2 separate regions of the Mus musculus genome follow, and region 1 is linked to region 2. Evidence: chromatin contacts called from public ChIA-PET data. All regions are on one chromosome and are shown on one strand. The core of a region is the stretch at or near the end of the contact, and the rest is flanking DNA. Distances in the headings are between cores, read along the strand shown. Region 1 overlaps Lrguk (leucine-rich repeats and guanylate kinase domain containing). Region 2 overlaps Slc35b4 (solute carrier family 35, member B4).

Region 1 (7,305 bases), core at 635-3,134, 87 kb after region 2:
TATTGGCCATGAGAGACAATCTTACTTTTTCAAAACAAGTTGTTTGAAGTGGTAGCTGTTGTAATTGTTTTTGGAGGGGTGGGGAGTTGGGGGCTGTATTCACCTTCCTGATGCTCCCAATCAATGCTCAATCAAAATTTCAAGACTTGGCCCCTGTTCCTCTCCCCTCCCCTACCCCTGAGAAAAACAATCTCTCACCTGAATTGGATTCCTTAGTAGATTGAGAACTCGAAGGATAGGAAGATTTTCAATGTATTCTATTTCACTCAGCTCCTTAATCTATTTGATCAAAATAAATAAATTATTAATAAATAAATAAATTCACTGTCAACAGCCAGTGAGCAGAAGACAATAAGCAACACAATATAAAAAGAGCCAATATAATTAGCTCCTTTAAATGTAATTTATTTTAAACATGTCCTGTTGAATATCCAGCTTTTCAATGAGAATACCACAAGGCCATTGCAGAACACAGGAAAGAGCACATTAACTTCGGTAAGATAGTGTGTAAAGGAAGAGAAACAGCCCCCCCCCCCAGCCCTCCAGGCTCTGACTTCACTCCTCAGGGCCTCTCCTCCCCTGCTGTGTCTGTGGTTGGTTAGGCCTTCTGACAGCTAGGAAACATGCAACTCTATGCTCTTCCCATAAGAACTACTTTACAGTGGAAACTGTATGATTTGTTTGTTTGTTTGTTTATTTGGAGGTCCCTATGCAACCCTAGCTGGCCTAGCTGGCCTTGAAATCACAGAGATACTCCTGGCTCTGCATCCCAAGTGCTGTAACTAAAGGTGTGTGCCAATGCCAGGGTTGTATGTTAAGAACTTCCGGGTTGGAAAAAAAAAAAAAAAAAAAAAAAAACGGAAATGATTCTGCAGATGGACAGTGCCTTGGTTTAGCCAGGGGGACAGCCTGGGTTACAGCGGTCCTGCACCCTCGACCATACTAAAGACACAAATAGGCTTACTTAAATTTTCTACAATAAACAATTACAATCTAATTTCAGACACAGAGAGTGAGTTTTGTAATAAATTAGTGTTTCTCACAGCATTCTGCATGCCTCATAAAAGTATTTTACCAACGGGTTCACAGATCATTTCTGAGTTGTCCACACCCAAGTGACACCAAAATGCAAATTATCCCAAAACTAAGTCAGGGGTGGACACACACATGCCACCTTCAAAGGATGACATTTCCAATAATGTAATCAGAAAGGCAAACTCCAAAGTTCCAAGTGTCGCCCATCCCAAAATCAATCTAGCTAGAGTAGCAGCAAGCTGCCACACACATTTTGATGTGTTAGGATGTAAAGGACTAACCATTTCAGTTATAAGACAAACTAAATTATAGATTAAGGATTCAAGATAGCTGCGTGCGGTGTTACGTGACCTTAATCCCAGCCCTCAGAAGGCAGAGGTGGACAGATCTTTGTGGTTTCGTGGCCAGCTTGGACTACACAGTGAGTGTCAGGCCAGAGTGCTGTAACTAACAAACAAAAGCATATCTAACAAAAGAACAGAAACAACCATGGAGGGAGGGGTCAGGGAGACAGGAAGGGGGATTAAGAGCACTGGCTGCTCCTCCAGGAAACTAGGACTCTGTTCCCAGCACCCACATGACAGTCCCAGGAGACCTGGGACTCTTCTGGTCTCAGTGACACTGCCTGCATATAGTGCACATCCATTCATGTTTATCCACATGCTAAACAAAGGAGTAAATACAAAAAAGAGGAGAGTGAGATATGAAAGTCTCCTACTCTTAAAATTGTTTTGCTCAAAAAAGAAACAGTAGAGAAAAAATAAAAAAGAAGTAAAGGCCAAAGTGACGCAGAGGAAAACGGTTTAGATAAGCACGTGTCAGATCCAGAACGGAAAAAGATTTCACAAGAAGATAAAAATAATAAAGAAGTCTATTACAGAAAGTGTCGACTTATTCTACACATCATTTTAAATGTGTAGCTGAAATACCTTACATTCAATAAGAAGCAAATTACAACTGTCATAAAGAAAATGATGGCTAAGAGAATGGACTGATTTTTTTTTTTTTTTTTTTTTTTGGTTTTTCAAAACAGGGTTTCTCTGTGTAGCCCTGGCTGTCCTGGAACTTACTCTGTAGACCAGGCTGGCCTCGAACTCAGAAATCCGCCTGCCTCTGACTCCCAAGTGCTGAGATTAAAGGTGTGCACCACCACGCCTGGCTGATAATTTTTAAAAAGAAATAAAATTTTAAAAAATGTTTAACCTCATTGATAATCAAAGAAATATATATAAAACAGTATACAAGGCACCAGGTTTCACCACCAGACAGACAATTTTTAAATGATCCTGTTGACAAACGAACAGCCAGACATGCCTACAGTAAGTTATCCTAACTTCATAACTGCAGTGGGAAGAGAAAGCATGAATGTTCAAAACAGAAATCAACAAGTTTTATGACAGCCATTCCCAGAAATGGCATTTCCAGAAATCCATCATAAGGAAATAATAAAAAATGCATGTAACGATGGATTTATGTGTGAGCATATATACTTCAACATTATTTTAACAGCAAGTTGTAAACACAACAAATTTCAATAAGTAAATAATTCAATAAATCCTGACAGATCCATTAATAGATTATCTTATGCTATTAAATCAGCTTTTTGAAATGTTGGGACAATTTGTTTTCTATATGGGAATTCAATGTCTGTTGCACACTGCACGCACACACACACACACACACACACACACCCTACTTACAAACTACATAGTGAAAAAGAAAAATTCCAAAACTTGAAATTACAAAAAAAAAAAACGTAAGAATATTTTAAAAATCAAAATAAGGAAGATTTATTAAAACACAAAATTCAGAAATGATAAGAGATCACAGTTAAATATAACTCCCAAACTCCCCTCCATTCCCCAGACATAGCGCCACACATACACGAGCCTTGGAGGGTCCATAACAACCCCAAAACTTATAGGCCAAGCTAACAGGAACCAATTCTTCTGGCTCTGAAGATGAGCCTACAATCCAGGGCTGGCTGGAGAGCCTGAGGTTCCTTCGAGGGCTCTAGAGGAGAACTCTTCCTTGTCTTTCCCAGCTTCTGGTAAAGATAGAGAGCACTGACTTAGAGCAACATAAAGCCAGTGCCTGTGTCTGCTTTCTCCCTTCTGTCTCTTGTAAGAACACCCAGGCCTGAGAGATGGGTCATCAGTTAGGAGGAACTAAGTTCCATTCCCAGCTACATGGAGACTTGAAACCATCACAACTCATACATGTACACAGACATACATGTACCCACAGACATAAAATAAACTGATAACTGAAAAACAAACAAACAAAAAAACCACTGTCTTTTAGGCCTCCCTAACTCTTGATTCCGGGGTGACAATCTCATCTTGGAATCACTAACCTCATCTGTAGAAATCCCTTTTCTAACCCAGGTTACGTTCAGCAGGCCAAGGGGCTTGGGCACATCCTTGGTGGGGGATGTCACAGTTGAACCCAATCTACCTTGAAGCATTACCTTCCAGGGGAAGTTGCTCCACAACCACATTTACCTGAGAGAGAGGGCGTCGTGCAGCTCCCTACACAGCAGCTACCCTGGAGTGGATCCTGCTGCTAAAACATTTAGGGACATCCTGCCCCACCACCATGCTGGTTAGCACCACTATTGAAGTCACCTGACATAGTCTTCAATCATTCGCAACATCTTCTCCTCATCCACTACCTCTATTCTGCCTCACTATTTCCTTCTCAGATGGCTCTCTGGGATCTTCCTCCTTCTTCACCGCCTCTGCCGTACGGAAGACCCTCACAGTCTCCATTAAAACAGGTATACTGATCTTCATGCTCTTTCTTCGCCCAGTAGGGAAACTTCTGAGCCTCCTTCTTATACATGGTCTTCCTAGAATTTTACCGCACCTTAAACATCACCCACACCCTTCAGAGGAGAGGGGCTGAGGGCTCCTGAGAGTCATATTTTCATCCAACAACCTTCTTAAGTACCAACTACAAACCAGATATTGTAAAATTTGAACAAAATAAACTCCCCAAGGTCAACTATCACGCTAGCACAGTGGTTCTCGTGCTCCTGAACACTGCTACCCTTTACTGCAGTTCCTCATGTTGGGTGGACCCCAAACATAACATTACTTTCGTTGCTACTCTAGAATGGTAACTTTGCTACTGTCATGAATAATAATGTAAATATATATGCTTTCTGATGGCCCGAGGCCACCCCTGTGAAAGGGTCATTTGACCCCCAAAGAGGTTGCGATCCACAAGTTGAAAAACACTATTCTAGAGGGAAGGAAAATAACTCATCACGATATAAAGTATAAAACGTGATATGATGTAATCTTCAGCAATAATAACAATGAAAAGCCCTGCGGAGGACCGGGAACACAGGAGGAGGTGCTGGAGAGGCTAGACATGGAGTCTGTGAGGCAGACAGGAGGAAAATGATGGCACTTCTGCCCTCTAATCCCTAACCAAAGAGCATGTGGCCCATGCTTAGCCCGAAGTGAACTGGTCCCCCTCCCTAAGTAGTGTAGACCTGACCCTAACACATCTTCTGTCCTACTCCGATGGACTAATGATCTTAGTCAAGTCCTTGACTTCTTTAGCAGGCTCACTCCAAACCTATGAACTGGTTTAAGTGCAGGCAGGCCAAGCTTGCTGCTATGGAGTCCACATTAAGTAAGAGTCATGACTAAAGGGAAAGTCACATTGGTCTTGACCTGAAATCTCAAAAAGTACTGATGAGCCAACGAAGCAGCTTAGGAACAGGGCTGCAAGGGAACACCTATCGGCACTCAGCAGAGAACCCGGGATACTGCCACTATTTCTAGGACTGGATAGCAGCTCAGGCTACCTAGCCTGGGCTGGCCTCCCCCTTGCTCATCCCCAATGGCAGGAGTAGAAGAGAGACTGACTGTAACAGTGATGTGACCATGACAGCATCTCTAATAGCCCAACCTTGGGCTGCCTCTGCTTCAGGGTTAGCCTCTGCAATAACCCAGGACCCCCCCCCCGCCCCCCAGATCATGTACCCAGCCATTCCTCAAGCCTAATAAATGTAAACTCAGAGAGAGAGAGAGAGAGAGAGAGAGAGAGAGAGAGAGAGAGAGAGAGAGAGAGAGAGAGAGGTCAAGTGCACTCAGCAGTCAGTCAGCTCCCCACGAATTCTTTTTGCTCATACACATGAACAAAAGTATGAAGCCAGGCTCCAGGGGAAGATCCTTTCACTGCTTGCCTGAGCCATTGAAAAGAGCATATTGCTCAACAGTGGCAAGCATGAAATCCTTCGCATCTGACCATGCCCCATCTAAAGCGTTACAGAAGCAATGCTTAGCTGTTGCCACCTCCGTCCATATCACAGGAGAGTGTCCAGGGCTTACTTAGGACTGAAATTCTTTCTTTGCACCTGTCATTTTACAAGCATTATATTGCTACTCCTTACAATCACTGGCAAGAAGTACTGATAATACATTCTGAGGTATGAGCCAGACAGAGTGGTGCACGCCTTTAATCCCAGAGGCAGGGATCTATGAGTCTGAGGCCAGCTTGGTCTACAAAGTAAATTCCAGAATAGTCAGGGCTACATAGACAAACCCTGTCTCGAAAAACAACAGCACCTACCCCTAGCCCCACCACCAAGCACCAAGATTCAGAGTAACCCCTGACAAGAATAGTGCTTCTGGGAGGAAGTAGGGAGGTTGGAGAACTGAGAGTCTGGGTCAGTTTTTAAGTGCTAGCCACGGTCTGGGATGTCACAGGGACCTCAGAGAGGAAGCTGGCAGAGGCCTCCCTAATCAGCAGACAGGAGACGCTGGTAAGGGCAGTCAGGCACATGCATATGCACAGGTGTACCACGGATGAAACTGCTACCAAGAACACAGTATTTCTAACATCAAATTTAATCATGGAGGAAGCAGCATACCTATGTTGTGTTCCCTGTACAAATACATTTTCCATCCCTGAATCAAAGAATTATCAGCTATCCCGGAGAAACCCCTTAGGGCTCTTCAGATGGTCCAAATGACATTTCAAAGGACTGTTGCACTCCCTAGCATGCCGGTGGGGGACCGTTACCATCAATGACTGATTTGCCAGAGGAGTCCTCTGAAAGGCATGTGGCCACTTTTTACAAAATAGAGTCACTAACATTTGTGAACTCCTTCATTTGAACATATCTTCCCCCCTCCCCCCAACTTTTCCAATGTAGTTTAGAAGGTGACTTAAAAGCAAGAAAGTGGTAAACCCTGTGTTCTGGCTAAATGAAGGGAGATGCACTCCAAACTATAACATGTTTGACTCATGTCAAAAGGCCAGTACAAAACAATGGGAGACAAGATAACTCTAATATAATTTCGTTTATAGCTTATGTGCTAAAGTTAAATTTCAGATATTGTGATGGTTTGTATATGCTTGGCCCAGGGAGTGGCACTGTTTGGAGGTGTGACCTTGTTGTGAGTAGGTGTGCCACAGTGGGTGTGGGCTTTAATACCCTTATTTTAGCTGCCTGGAAGTGAGTATTCCGATAGCAGCCTTCAGATGAAGATGTAGAACTTGCAGCTCCTCCTGCACCATGACTGCCTGGATGCTGTCATGCTCCTACCTTGATGATAATGGGCTGAACCTCTGAACCTGCAATCCAGCCCCAGTTAAATATTGTCCTTATAAGACTTGCCTTGGTCATGGTGTCTGCTCACAGCAGTAAAACCTTAAGATAGTTATACCAAGTTTAATAATGTGTACTACTAAAGTTAGCATTTCCTGTTTCTTTTTTCTATTATCAATTCGAGGCACTTTACTTTACACCTATGGCTCACATTCAGGCCTCATGTTCTCAAGTATTACCCCACACCCATTTTGGAGGGAAGGGCCCTTGATTCTCATCTACTGTAACTGTTTTATACGCCTTGCTGTTTCTTCTCTTGAAATCTGAGATGTACTGAGTTAGTATTTAATGAGCATATTCTACCTTCTCAGCATCCCCCATATAAATATGAAAACCATTTTAAGCACAAAATGTTTCCCCAGTCAATCTTCAAAGGCAACTTCAGAAAAAGAACAATGAAGGCCATTTGGAACAGGAATTGTACTGACTTCCTACCACACAGATGCAAGGGCCAAGGTCATTAATAGAATTAATTACCTTGTAAGAAGTCACTAGATCTACTCAGTAAACAGAGCAAGTGAGATGAAGATCAATATGAAAACTGTTTATTCTCAGACCTTAATAACTGACTTGTGTTGGGTTGTTTACAGCCTAAGGAATGATATGAGCTTGCTAGGGGAAAGGTTAAGTTGCTGGGAACA
Region 2 (7,023 bases), core at 876-3,375:
TGAGCTGCAAAAGGATGACAAGAAGGACTGAGGTCTGCCTGGGACAGACAGACAGACGGTGTTATGTGAGAGCGGCCTCTGCTGCAGGTCTGGCCACCATTTCACTTTAGCTGATGCCAAATTACCAGAGTATTGAAGCAGAAAGGCTCCAGAGCTTCCTCCAAAAGGATGGGACTCATCTGCTCTCACGAGTCTGCATTTGTAGATTCCACATAGGCATCCCTGAGATAGAATAAACAAAACAAGCAAGGCTACCAGGCAGACCGTCGGGCAGCCTCTGCATTTGCTTTTCTATTTCTTTGCCAGAACATCAGAACCATATTTGTTGAATTCCAAGTCTCAGAGCTTCTAGTTTTCTACCTGTGTCGCACTTGTTGCTACCGATGCCTTTTTGCTATGTACCTCTTTCCTCCCGTCACCCCTGCACACTTAAGCACTTTGCAGCACAGCCAACATTCCAGGCACAATCAGGCACTGAGTGATCCAGTGGACATGCGAAAAATTAGACCCCAGGAGTGATGAGGCCGGACTCCCTCCAGCGTGTTGGTGTTGGGAGAGAAGCAGTTGTCCCCATGAGCAGATCTGTGAGCTGGATGCCGGTGATGCTGGAGTAGACGGCTGGATCCCACCACGCACATTTCACGTTATTTGATTAGTCAATGCAAAGATCACACACTTCTTTCACCTGTTGCTTTCTGTAGTTAGAGCAGTCCTGCAGCGCTCATTGCACATTAGAAAGGAAGAAAACTTGAAAGTGGATCGAGAAGAGGGAGACCTTTCCTTCCATCTCCCACGTGAAGCCCCTTGGCCTGTTTACGGAGATGGAGAAGGAAGTGTGGCCCAATACAGCTCACTCTTTCAGCACCCTGAGAGACTGTTGCCCCTGTGAACCCAGCCACACACTTCCATGGGACTCCTGTGGGTTTCAAATATGTGTCTGTGAGAGGCGTTAAGACCTGGTAGCCAGAAGATACTTCTGAGAATTGTCACCTGTCAAGTCATCGATGATGATTGATTGATACACAGGCGTGAGTGTGCTCAAACCCCAGCTGCGGCAGGGTGAAGTCTTCTTGTTCCATAGATATGGGACTGCTTTTGGGTGTGCCTGGGAGGTGGCATGACACAGCATGTTTACATACAGAAACAGGCCTGGCTCTTTTCCGCTGATCACTCTGAAGGTCTGATTGTCCTCTCTTGGATCCCCTTGAGGAAGAGTAACCCTGTCACACAGCATGTGGCGCTTGTGTGCCCTTAGCTGGATTGTATGTGATTGAAGAACAAGAACATTGTGTTGCTTTCTTTCCTCGTCCCCACTTAGGGCCAGACCCTCATTACCCTCACCTAGCCATCTGCTCCTCTGCAAACAGCTACACACAATGTTTCTCTCGCACAGACGACAGCCTTCCATTCTTCCACTATGTGCTGACTGTGCTCAGACTGAGGAGTGGCTCTCCATCTCCTCGGCTCACTGTAGCTCTTTGTTGCACCCTCTGAAGATGCTCTTTGATGGGTCTGAACAGCAGCAGCAAAGAGAACTATCCCAATCCTCTGGGTCCCCTGGGAAGGCAAAGAGAACTGTCCTAATCCTCTGGGTCCCCTGGGAAGGCAGTTAAGACTTTTTTCTGTTACATTAAATGCAGATACTGTTTCTCCACCTAAGTCCCCAGGTTTGCAGACTGATTGTCATTCTGGCCATTGACAGCTTCCCAGTGCTGGTAATGGTCTGTTCTCAAAGACCTGAATTAGATGTGAACCCATTCACAGTCCCAGAAGCTCTGTAGCTACTTTGAAATATGTGGGGTTGCCTGGACCAATGTTGCTATAAATACCAAGTGTTAAAAGCCCCCTTAAAAAGACAGTAATAAAAAGTACTTTTTTCTTCCAGTTTAACAGAAGAATCTGTCCCTCGGGGCTCTTGAGGCTCCATTCTGATTACTCCTAACAGGCTATAACCTTCAGTTACCTAGAGCTTCCCTTTTTATGTTGGGAGAAGTAGCACACAGCTTGTAGTTCCCTGAGACTGGCTGATACAATCTAACTGGACCGGTTAGGGTTTCAGAATGTGTATCCCTTTGTGGGTTTTGTTGAAGGAGATGTAAGAACAGATAAGAGTGCGGGCTCTGCTGGCTCAAGCTAGCAAGTGCCCCAGCTGCTTCCTGCCGTGCAGTAGACAGAAGAAAATGTAACCGGCACTAGTTACAGTTTTGTAAAATTGCCCTTCTAAAGGTTCTGTTTTCCTTCTCATTGTGTATGCTTGTTGCACAGGGCCCTGTGGTTGGACACTTCCCTGCAGTTGAGTACTTCCCCCAAGCTCTCCTCTCCCCGTGTTAGGTCCTGCTGTTCCCCTGAACAGTTTTGCCTTCTACCTTCAGATCGCATACACACCGTGGTTTCATGTCTCTCTACAAAGCTCAGGAGCTACAAATAAGAGCACACATATGCTGTTTGTCCTCCCTACACCAGCTAACCCCTTAATAGGACCATCTCTGGATACATCCATAAAATCACTCTTTATAAAAGTCATTTCTCTTTGCCATTTGTTTGTTTGTTTGTTTGTTTGTTTAGCATGTGGACTGTAAAGGTTTTAAAAGGGCAAATAAGCCATTTTACCAAGGACCAGGCTCCATGGAATGTAGAGAACTGCCTATTAAACACCTTTGTTCAGAGACAGAGCATATCGTTTGTCTCAAAATAGAGCTTAAGACATGTAAAACTCTAGAGCAAAAGCCAAATAGCAAAGGCCTCTAGCCGGGAAATGTAGTGTGTCTGCGGCCGCACGGCAGCATGACTCGTGTATGAGGTGGCAGGACAGGGGTGGACGCTTGGGTTATACTTACTATCTCACAACCTGCTGTTGCCGACGCCGTCTTTATCACTTTCACTAGAAACATGTTTTCAGTTCTTAAACTTTTTTCTCGCAGTGCCGAGGATCAGACCTAGGGCCCCATAGATAGTGTGGATTCTTTTGTTTTCTTTTCACCCAATACACTAGGTAGACTTACAGTTGATTTTATGAGGTTGGTTCTGCATATCCTTTCCCCTTCTTCCTGCCCAGCTGACCAAAGTCCAGCACTCAGTTCTCTGCCAGGGTGGTTGGTGCTGCCTGTGGCTGCCCTCTTCTGTTCTGGGAGGAACACATGGTAGTTCTGAGGGGTCTCAGCCTGCAGTCATTTCCCGGGCCCGCTTTCCTCCATGCTGGGGTCCGCTTTTGGATTTTGTGCCTTTGCTCTTCCTGACCCCTGGGTTCCTGACTGCACCTGCATCCCCTTGGGCAGTTGAGTCCCTGGGGCTTGTGGTAATTTTCAGGAGTTTTCTAGGGTATTTATATCCATCTAGAATGCCTTGTCTAGTGTTTCTGTAAGCATCGCTAGTAAGAGTGCAGTGTATGGGAAGCACTCGGCAGAGAGCTTGCATGGAAGCTTTATCTGAACCGACTGCGTATTCTTGTCCAGCTCAGCCCAGGAGCAGAGAACCACTGCTACATGTCCCTTCTAGTTGGGCTCTTTTTAGCCTAAAGTCGGGGAAGGGGAATGGAGTCAGTATCTGAGCAGATAGCGTACTTAGAGGAAAAAGCGTGTGTTAAAGATCTGACACCCAGATCTTCTCTTTGGCTAGCGGCAGATAGAATTAGGAGGAACTCCTGCTACATAAACAAAGTGCTTTGGGCTTTCCGCTGAGAGTTATTGACTGCATCTTGTCTGTGGCACTTGAAGCTGACATTGACAGAATATAGAGAAAATGTGCTCATTACTACCAGTGTAGTGTTTGGAAATAAGTATTTACAGTATTTAAGCACTGGAATATGTTTGCTATGACCAGAGCTGGGATTGGAGGCTGGCCCTTCTCAATTTTATTGTATATTCTTTTTTTTTTTTTAGAAGTTTCCTCACTGTAGACATTCCAGGAATGGAAGAGGCCGGGAGCATGCATAATTCATTTCTGAACTGCCAGCTCCTGGCAAAGTGTCTGACGTGTGTTACATGAGAAAGTAAATGCTTGCCAAGGCCTCTTCCTCCCTCTCCATAATGGTTCCTTACAGCCAAGGAAGGGAACAGCCCAGTGGCTCCAAAGAAGAAAAAGAGTGGGGAGCAGTTATTGGGAGAGGTCCAGAGAATGCTACCCAGCTTTTTGCTCTCTTGATGCGTGGTGGTAGGGAAGAGGGAAGAGGCTTGTGTGCATATTACCATGTACAGTTGATGTTCAGGAAGAAACTCACCAGATTGTTAGAGTCCTAAGGGTTTTTGAAGTGGCTGCTTGGTGACCAGCACCCTGCAGTCAGTATTACTGCTGTCTGGAGAGCTGTGTATCTTGGTCTTCTCTGAGTATCACAAACTTCTTCCCCTGAGCTTTGCCTACGGAAATTACCACCATGAGGCAAGCAGCAAAAGAGCCACAGGCAGAAAAGGCCTGGTCTGCATCCAGACACCGCCCATATTTGAGGGGGGGGGCGTGTAATGATGCCTTTGACAGACGAGTTATTTTACATCTTTTCTGGTGGAAGGTAGACTCCTCAGGCAAAGTGGGAGGCAGTGGTTATCCCCCAGCAACACAAGAAAGCCTTTGTGCTTTGCTCGCAATTGCGAGCATTTCCGAGCTGTTTGCTTTCTTTCCAGAGAATGGCCTCAGCTTCCCAAGAAGGATGATTTGAAAAGTAGCAAATTATGGTGGTGAGGATTTTATTCATCCAGACTCGGAACGCTTCATTGAGTAGTACATTTTAAGAACAAAGATCAGAGCTGGAGGGAGCACAGAGCAGCCGTGTGTGTAGAACAGCCCAAAGACATTAGTGAGCATTCAGACTTTGAGCTGTGTAAATATCAGACCTCACTCCCAGCCATAGGAGCTATTTGAGCAGTTAAGGAGGGAAGGGAGGCTCTTTGAATAGAACGTTTTGCCAAACTGAATGTGCCCTTTTTACTGTCATTTCTTGTAAAGAGCCATTTTTCACCTCTGAAAAAAACTCATAAGACATCTGGTTTTTATCTTTAATTTGCAATCGTTGTTTCTTAATAAAAGTGATAAATCCCTGCAGGTGTGTCCAATCACCATTGCCTTCAGGGCTCGTGTGTGGTTTCAAGAGCTCTCTTGTTTTTACCTTGTACATGGTGGCGGCGGGATGCTTCGCTGTGGACCATTGTCAGCAGCCTGTCTTCCTGATGCTTCGCAGCTGGATCAGTAAGAGGCCCCTCCCCAGGCTACTGCCTGCTTCTGCTTCACAAAAGTAAAGTAGATTGGTCTGCCATTGGAGTTCTAGAAGGTTGCGGCAGTGTCTGCAGCGAATCTCTCCAGTATATTGACTTTTATAATAGTCAGTGTGATTAGCCCCCTTTCTCTACAGACTACACTACTTTTACATAAATCCTAGCACAGAAGTCGCACATGCTCCAAGCAGTGTGCCATTCAGTCTGCAGCCACCCACACGTGCAAACAAAAAACCTCCCCTTTTAACAGTTTTAATAGACTTTTTTTCAGGCTGAGCTGGGTGTTTTAAGTAGACCCACAGTTTTGAGCTGGAATGGCCTCTGAAAGCCCGGTATGCTGAAGCCCAAAGGGGTTAATGCGTGTTGAACTCCAGAATGTTCTGAACTGCCAGCCTGAGAAGAGAGACTTCTTAAGATGGTAAATTATGGTTTAGTTCAACTCGTGAGCAACCTGCGTGTTTCCATGAGCAGGGCGCTCTTTTACACAGTGCCCTGTACTTCTGATACCAGCAGCAAAACCCAGTTGTACACACCATGCTCCAGATGCCACTCTAGAAGAGCAACCAGCACTTAGGGAGATGTCACGAGGATCCATTTCCTTTGACCCCTTTCTTAAATGAAACAGTCAAGCACTATCAAAGACTGGTGCATACCACTTGTTTTTCTGTTGTCAAAAAGTCTGTTTCCCAGGAGAAACAAACACGTGGGCATGTGGGTTTGTCAACAGCCAAAGCTTTTAGTGATGTTCTTTATCTTCAAATTAATATAGTCACCTCATCATTAAAATGAAGTTATTTTAACACATGATTGTTTCTTAATCAGCACTTTAAGGATCTAGCATATGGATGACTCGGCAGCCCAAATGCGTCCTGAATCCAAGTAAATCTTATGATGATAAGCACTAGAATTTATTACAATGAATGAAGTTGATTGCATGAACAACACATCCGTGTGGGTTTCCCCGAGTCTCTTAACATTTGATTCATGTAATTAAATAATAATATTCTCAATGGAAACCAACTGTGAGGGAAATTCGTTTTGTTTTACTAACTAGGAAACTGAGGCGTGGAAGAACTACCTAGCATACGTACATAGCTCAGTTGCTCATATGTTGTTGGAGCTGAGTTTTGAGCTGTTAGACCCCGGAGTCTGAGCTCTAAGGATTGTCCCATGCTATCTCCCAAGGCAAGACTTCGATTTCGATCTACTCACTGGCTTAGGTCTCCATATGCTAAATGCCATCAATGAGCCTCGACTCTGTGTTCTTAGCATGTTAGTTGTTAAGGCCTAGATGGAATGTTAAGGCCTAGGCAACTGTTACCTGGCTAGCCTACCATTTTGTGCTGTTATTAATATTATAAGGAAACTTTCTCACATTGTTTCTGCTAGTTACTAGGAAACGTCCTCATGCCCATGTTGATTACATATTCTGTTATACTCTGTGTCCTTGGAAACTGATCACAATAGAAGGCAGTAGAACTCTTTGAATAGTTACGTACAGTAAGCTTAGACCCCCAACATAAGAGAGACACCTTCACTAACATAGGAAGCTATTTGGAATAAGACTTCCATTTTGAGTAGGGGGTCCAGTAAAATTTAATTTCCCAAGACCAGCCTGGGAACCGATATCCTGGCTGGCAAGTTAAGACACGAATGTTAGACAAGTCCCATCCCGGTTGACAAGACATGAGTGTGTTAGACAAAGCAAGTCCCCTGCCACAGTTGAATACCCCAACCAATGGGAGCAGGATAAATGTACAACAAAGACATGTTCCCAAGGAAACCCCCACCCCTAAATCCTGACTGGTGGAATAACTTGGCA

Evidence for each region. ChIA-PET counts read pairs in DNA pulled down with a chosen protein or histone mark.
Region 1: a contact with region 2 is called in an SMC1A ChIA-PET map of the G1E-ER4 cell line, with 6 read pairs. The contact joins two enhancer-like sites. A contact is called at or near these places in 1 of 15 datasets of contacts at CTCF or cohesin (the G1E-ER4 cell line), 4 of 484 Hi-C or Micro-C datasets (the P5424 cell line, embryonic stem cells, nephron progenitors and 1 more), 2 of 115 datasets of contacts at active chromatin or transcription factors (the HPC-7 cell line and embryonic stem cells) and 3 of 9 other capture datasets (adipose tissue, embryonic stem cells and liver).

The regions. Positions count from the first base shown.
Region 1 is chr6:34,064,035-34,071,339 of GRCm38.p6, reverse strand. Lrguk (leucine-rich repeats and guanylate kinase domain containing) reads right to left here. Exons shown (of 20, transcript NM_028886.1): 8 at 199-279. Among named protein-coding and RNA genes, the nearest start is that of Gm38786, 38 kb to the right of the region's middle. Within about 2 kb of position 1,884, at least 4 of the 459 cell types and tissues checked have an H3K27ac peak or open chromatin away from gene starts, as enhancers often do. A contact at or near this core is called in the G1E-ER4 cell line, where this site is marked.
Region 2 is chr6:34,151,388-34,158,410 of GRCm38.p6, reverse strand. Slc35b4 (solute carrier family 35, member B4) reads left to right here. Exons shown (of 10, transcript NM_021435.3): 10 at 1-2,532. The coding sequence ends at 31. Among named protein-coding and RNA genes, the nearest start is that of Gm13855, 22 kb to the left of the region's middle. Within about 2 kb of position 2,125, at least 122 of the 459 cell types and tissues checked have an H3K27ac peak or open chromatin away from gene starts, as enhancers often do. A contact at or near this core is called in the G1E-ER4 cell line, where this site is marked.